Regions from separate parts of the Gasterosteus aculeatus genome. Here region 1 is linked to region 2. Evidence: chromatin contacts called from public Hi-C data. All regions are on one chromosome and are shown on one strand. Each heading gives the region's core, a stretch centred on a gene start, on an enhancer-like site or on the middle of the called end of the contact. The rest is flanking DNA. Distances are from core to core; before and after follow the strand shown. Region 1 overlaps LOC120822484 (roundabout homolog 1). Region 2 holds the start of LOC120822484 (roundabout homolog 1).

What was found. A called contact is a pair of places that touch in the nucleus more often than the background predicts.
Region 1: a contact with region 2 is called in a Hi-C map of skeletal muscle, with 6 times the contacts expected there. The contact joins the enhancer-like site here to the promoter of LOC120822484 in region 2. A contact is called at or near these places in 3 of 6 Hi-C or Micro-C datasets (skeletal muscle, tail fin and whole body).

Annotation. Positions count from the first base shown.
Region 1 is chr7:19,993,133-19,996,453 of fGasAcu3.hap1.1, forward strand. LOC120822484 (roundabout homolog 1) reads left to right here. Exons shown (of 29, transcript XM_078107129.1): 16 at 69-190; 17 at 383-554; 18 at 863-1,060; 19 at 1,670-1,696; 20 at 2,761-2,800; 21 at 2,989-3,143; 22 at 3,298-3,321. Among protein-coding and RNA genes, the nearest start is that of LOC120822484, 58 kb to the left of the region's middle. Within about 2 kb of position 1,454, at least 1 of the 9 cell types and tissues checked has open chromatin away from gene starts, as enhancers often do.
Region 2 is chr7:19,935,565-19,938,639 of fGasAcu3.hap1.1, forward strand. It overlaps LOC120822484 (roundabout homolog 1), which reads left to right and starts at 1,528. Exons shown (of 29, transcript XM_078107129.1): 1 at 1,528-2,129.

The DNA.
Region 1 (3,321 bases), core at 204-2,703, 57 kb after region 2:
CAAGTGTTAAAAGCCTTGCTGCAGAGCATAAGTGTGCGCATGGTTGACTGTGTATTTCGTTCTCTTAGCCCCTAGCAGAGCACCCCAGGGCGTTACAGTCACAAAGAGTGATGCCAATGGGACCGCCATCCTCGTTGCTTGGAAACCACCTCCAGAATGGGAAAAAGCTGGAGTCATTCAGGAGTACAAAGTACGAAAAGAAGCCCCCCTCCCCTCCCCCTCTTCCCCCGCCACTCCTACACACATGCTCTGAATCATGTGTCTAACAGTTAGAATGTAAATGGCACGTTTGTGAGGCTGAGGAAGCCTCTTGTGTTGTCGGATGTGTCCCTCAGGCGATCACTGTCATCCCGTCTCCTCTCTCGTCGCGTTCTCTTGACAGATCTGGTGCCTGGGCAATGAGAGTCGATATCATGTGAACCAGTCGGTCGACGGCTCCACCTTTTCCGTGCTCATCTCCAGTCTGACGCCAGGAGTCCGTTACAGCGTTCAGGTCGCAGCCAGCAATGGCGCTGGAGCCGGGGTCAAGAGTGATGTCACTTTTTTTCAATTAGGTGAGAGTTCTCCCAAGATAGGAGTGTTCGTATGGTTCGGTGTAACAAAACTACGGCTAAAAGCCATGACACAGCAAATCTTGGGGAAAACCTCTACGTGGTCTCCTTTTTTCTCATTTTCATTAGCGAGGGTTCATAAAAACAAGCAATAAAGCACCATGTTGTGCTTACCAGGCTGTTACTTACCTGTACATATATATATTTTTACAATGCTATTGTTTCTTTGCTGCTGTATCAACATTTTTGAACATTCTTTTTTGTACACTCTCTATATGATGTCTCCTTTGCTTCTTTTTTTTATTGGTTAGACTCTACCGGACAGATGATGGATATCAGTGAGGAAAAAGACACGTTGTCTCAGATTTCAGATGTGGTGAGGCAACCGGCATTTATTGCAGGCATTGGCGCCACCTGCTGGTTGGTCCTCATGATTTTCAGCGTGTGGCTCTACCGTCATCGCAAGAAGAGAAGTGGCCTCAGCAGCACGTACACCGGCATCCGCAAAGGTGTGTGTTTCCTCTTTTGCGTTTATGTTTTAGACAGGTAGATCAATGAATGTTTAATATATAGCTCACCATGTGTGTCGTGTGTGCATCTGCAAAGCAGTTTATCATTTTACTTTTGTAGGGAACGTTTTTATGGTGATTAGTATTCGCAGAAGGGAAGAAGCAACGACACGCTGCCCCATCACTAAACAGCAGCCTTCTTTTCGGGGACATTAAGGAATAATTTAAGAGGCTGATGAGCAGACGACATCAAAGGCTGGAAAAGGCTCGGTTATAATCTCCCTTTGACGAAACCACTTCAGAAACAAATTAGCATTTTATGACTATACAGCCTGTCAAAGGCTGACCTTTAGACGCTCATTTCCTTCAACACAGCGCAGGCCTTAGAGTCATGGGCCTGTCATTACCATGTCTGCTACAATATCACTGTTATTTTCTCACTCTCTCCTGGGCCGCCTGTCACCCACCATTAACTATTCACCTGGGCACTTTTTAAAGACAGAGGCAGCAGAAAGGCCGACGCCATGTGGTTGCTTCCGCGTTTGTATGTGGTTTTTTAATTGATTTCTGTTTCTTCACTTTACGCCCATTGTCCGTCTGTCTTCACAGTGCCATCATTCACCTTTACGCCCACAGGTATGTACTGTAGGTTTTTCCAATAATGTTTGTGATATTTAACGCATTTGCCAAGTGCGTTTGTCGAGTTATTTTATATATATATATATTTTATATATATGTTTTATATTTTATTCCATGAATAGATGAAACTACATTAAGGTTCTTCCTATCATTGCATTTGAGTCGGATTTTTGAACAATGCTGCAAACACAAAAATATTTATTGAATGAAGTAAAGGAAAAAGGTGCATTCAATAGATATTTCTTTCTTGAAGGTTTATGTGTAACAACGGTTGCTACCTATACAACAAATCATTGAAGTATTAGCATTTCAATATATTTTTGTTGGGTAAACTTATGGATTTAGCTGATCACAATAATGTAAGAATGTGCTTTTGCACAAGCTGATGCATCAATCCTGCTTCCTTGGTTAGGTTTATTTGATGAAATAAGTAAACTACAGAATACATTCTACCACATCCTTTGGGGCCTTTCTATGTGCAGTTTGCATGTTCTCCCCGTGGCTGCGTGTGTTCTCTCCTGGTACTCCTTTTCCTCCCACAGTCCAATCACATAAAGGTTACGATATTGGTGACTCCAAATGGCCCGTAGGTGTGTGAATGTGAGAGTGAATTGCGATTGACCGACAACCAGTCCAGGGTGTACCCATCTCTCGCCCAATGCCAGCTGGGATTGACTCCAGCCCCCCCCCCCCTCCTCCCCCCACCGCCCACCGCCCACCGCGACCCTCTTTAAGGATCAGCGGTATAGAAAATGGCATGAGGGAAGGGAAGCTGTCTCACACAATGTGTGTGCATCAGTTCTGCAGTTATGTGGATGTGGGTTAAGGAAGAGGCAATTATTTGCGTCCTGGTTATGCACATCAAACCACAGAGTCAGACTCTGTGCCCTGTTGATGGAAATATGCATTAAAGTGGTTGCAAACCTTTGACTTGAGAGTTTCTGCTTATAACCTCCGCTTGCCTTTCATGGCTTCATTTCATCTGCCTTTGGCACTTCTTTTCCACGGCACATTAAGGTTTGTTTATTTAATTTAATGTTTTTTTCTTCATCTCCCTCCAGTGGCGTATCAAAGAGGGGAATCTGTGTGCAGTGCTGGAAGGTGAGTGATATTTTTGTCCCTTTGTGTCAAACAAAGACTCACAGGAGAAATGCAGTTACATTGTGGAAACACTGGGAGGAGATGTCTTCCTTCTCCAAATGATGAACCTCATGAATCCACCCCCGTGCTCATTCATCAGCAACAATGGCAGGTTTTGATTGGCAGCACTGTGGTCCTCCTTGTTGCAGACCTGGCCTTATTGGCATGGGTGAACCTCTAAACCAGCTGTGGCTGCCAGACAATTGGCCGAATGCATGTGCCAATCACAAGGACTGTAGCATCAATTGCTGCAATAATGGCAATGGCACCAGTGACAGCAACATGACAACATACAGCCGACCAGGTTAGTGCAAAACTGAGCTCATGTCACAGCGTAGGAACTGCGGGAGCCCCCGAGGTACAAATTTATTGTCTAATACATTATGCTCAAGTCTTGTGACTTGTGTTCTTCCTTTGTTCACGTCCTGCTTTGTAACACGCTCATCTTTTATCCTCAGCTGACTGCATAGCAAACTATGGAA
Region 2 (3,075 bases), core at 278-2,777:
AGAGCTGCCAGTCATACAATGGGGATAGTATTTACTAGGGAATAGAAAAATGTGAGCATGGAACCAGAATAGGAATGCGCAAAAATTGAATTGGACATTGACAAATAAGAACATGCAACAAAGCGACGGAAAGAGAGGAAAATGTTGGGAAAAAAAGATAGGGCACATTTTTTATCCAAGACTGTAATTTCAAATGTCTATTTATTGACGTGATGTCTCAGCCTTGAATGCATGCCCCGTTCAGCAGAGCCACCAGCGGTCCACAAAGGGCAATTAAAGGATTTAGGGCGAGAGGTCAGCGGCAGGGAGGGCTGAGTCATTCCATTTTTTTCTCAGTATAAATGTTACTTATTACCCCTTTTTTCTGTGGCTTGTTAGTGAGAAAGACTGAATTAAGTTTCTCTGAATGAATAATTATCAATTCTCTCTAGTATCTGTTACTAGCATGTGCTTTTTGTTGTATAAATAACATATTCTAATAACTAAAACTGTATATATTTTTCTTGTACCATGCAACCTTCTGACATACTCCTTGTTACATCGATAACATCAGTGGGCAGAATTAAGACGGAACGAATTTTAACTTTATATGTTAAACAAAAAGGTAACCCCCTCCCCCCCCCCCCAGCCTGTACTTCAGCCTAGCAACCAGCAGAGGGAGTGCTGACCTGCTTAGACAACAGAAGACACATTTGCGGTACAGTAAGTCACAGCTATACTGTCACAATTAACTTTAGGGTCAGTCTCAGTTAATACAAAAATGTATTTGACTCAAGCCAAAGCCCTGCTATTATTACTTCAGTGTGTTTGAAATTGAGATATATTATGTTGGGCTTCCCATTCTTAATGCACTTTAAATGCCATTTAATTCCCAAATGGCGTGTAGAGAGGTCAGAGAGGGAAAATCGATTTTTGTCATTTGAAGAAGAGTCCCAATGTTGCTGCTACTGGGTGTGAATGGAGGCACTTTTTACTGCCTCATTAGGAATACACCCTTCTTTTTTTTCATGCTGCCTGAGCGGATCCCTTTAGGTTTTAATAAGGTCACAGTGAAAGCGCACGTCTCTCTGTCTAAGGGAGGTTAAAAATAGCATATATCATCCACCAAGGTCAAATTATGCTCACTTTCAACTGTAGACACACTTTGAAATATTAAATACACGTTTGGTTTGGGAATGCTGGCCTTCGTAGACCTCTATCTTAACATATAATGAAGGGCACTTAAAACAAAGTGTTTGATTGGTGCAGCCAGTTGAATTTGTTGACTATTGCGGACTTCGTCCTTTAATTAAGCTTGATCCAACTTAATTTATGGGACTTGATAATCGTTTATTTGGATATTTAAACGTATAAAAAACACTTTATGTAGTTTTATTTGAATGTTTTCAAATGCTCGTGTAGCCTGGATCTTTTTTTTTTTACATTTTCATAAGGGACGTCCTCTAGACAAAGTGAAACCTCGTGTTGTGAATGTGTCCTCGTGCGGTTGAACGTCGTCTGACTCACTGGAATCTCATCTGCGAGACCGAGAAAGCCTCTGACTGGTCACAGGGAAGCCAAACGCAGCGCAGAGCGCAGAGACGCACGGCGCCTCATCCAAAAAGCGCACAGTCCCACGAACCCGCGGACACGCGCCCCGACCATACAAGTAACTGCGACTGGATTCCGCTCTCCGTTCAGGAATCACGTCCCCATGAAGTGGAATTACGATCGCGTCTCCGACCACAGATGCATTCCGAGAAGTTCTCCGCGTCTGGAAGTGTGAGGAGCACCGATCGTGGAGTGGAGAGGCGGGGGGGGGGAAACCAAGTGGCGCTGAGTGGATTACTTCTCGAGTGACCCGCGATGATGCCTCCGACTGATCTGAACTTTGATGCAAATAGAAATCCACCCTCCGAGGAGCAGTTTTGACCAGTGTTATCTGTGTGGCCGCGGAGTTGACGAACTCACCCCCCCCACACACACCCGGATCCCCATCAGCGGTGCCGCAGTAGAAGTTGTGATTTAGATGAGACGGAACACAAAGCGCATTCTGACGGGATTTACACCGTTTTCCAGCTGCTCTTGAATGATGCCTGCCTGTCTGACGGGGATTTTTTGTCTACTGGCATTTCTACACGTGTGTTCAGGTACGAGTTTGCTTCCACGGAAGCTTTCCTAATAGGGGAGGTATGAATGCACGTTTAGAAAGAATAGCTACTCCTGGACGTGTGTGTGTGTGTAAATGTGTAAAGATAAGGAGTGAGTGATCATGTTGGGACAGTAGTGCATTTGCAAAGTGTGGCCCTTTGGGTATTTTGGTCACCTTTCCCTCTGGAGCCCGCAATATCCACATGTGGCCCCTGACCCACGCTGGAAAAGGACACATTTATCTTTTGCGCTCTGCTGCAGTTCGGTGAAACTCAAAGGGCCATGTGAGATTATTGCCTTTGTATGATAAAAAGATAAATCAATGGAATGGCAAAATTGCATGGATAGAGTCAAAGTAGGACATTGAAGGTTATCATCCTCACTCCTCAGCCGGAACAGAAGGAGCTCACCTGGACAGTCTCCAGTCGGACCATTGATTTCTTTCAACGGCTGGAAAACATCTCCATGCTCTGAAAACATCACGCATGCTAGATTAACTACTGGATCCTTCTGGTCACAGGCTCTTTTATTTTAGTTTATTTTATATCTTCATTTACGTAATTGATTTTTTATTGTAGAAAATCCAATACAGCATGACTGCATGTTTGGGAAAAAACAACATCGTCAAACATCCTCTTCCACAAAGAAGAAATGATGCTTTGAAATATACATGTTGTACTGTGTTTTTGTTGGAGGGTCAAGGTTCATTAGCCAAGCATAGCATTCCTGTACCCCTAATATTGCAGGTGGAGTTTGGCGGGTGAATTTGCAAAGAAAAGTTTTTGTTGGAGAGCTGACAACATACTTACTTTCCACGAGGCTTTATTGGCTCAAACACATTTTTCTTTGGCCACGATCACAGTTTATTTTAGCCACCGTGTTTCACTTCAGCAGATCTCACAGCTTTATCCATTGAAGAAGAATCGCCTCCTTCTCCCGAGGCAC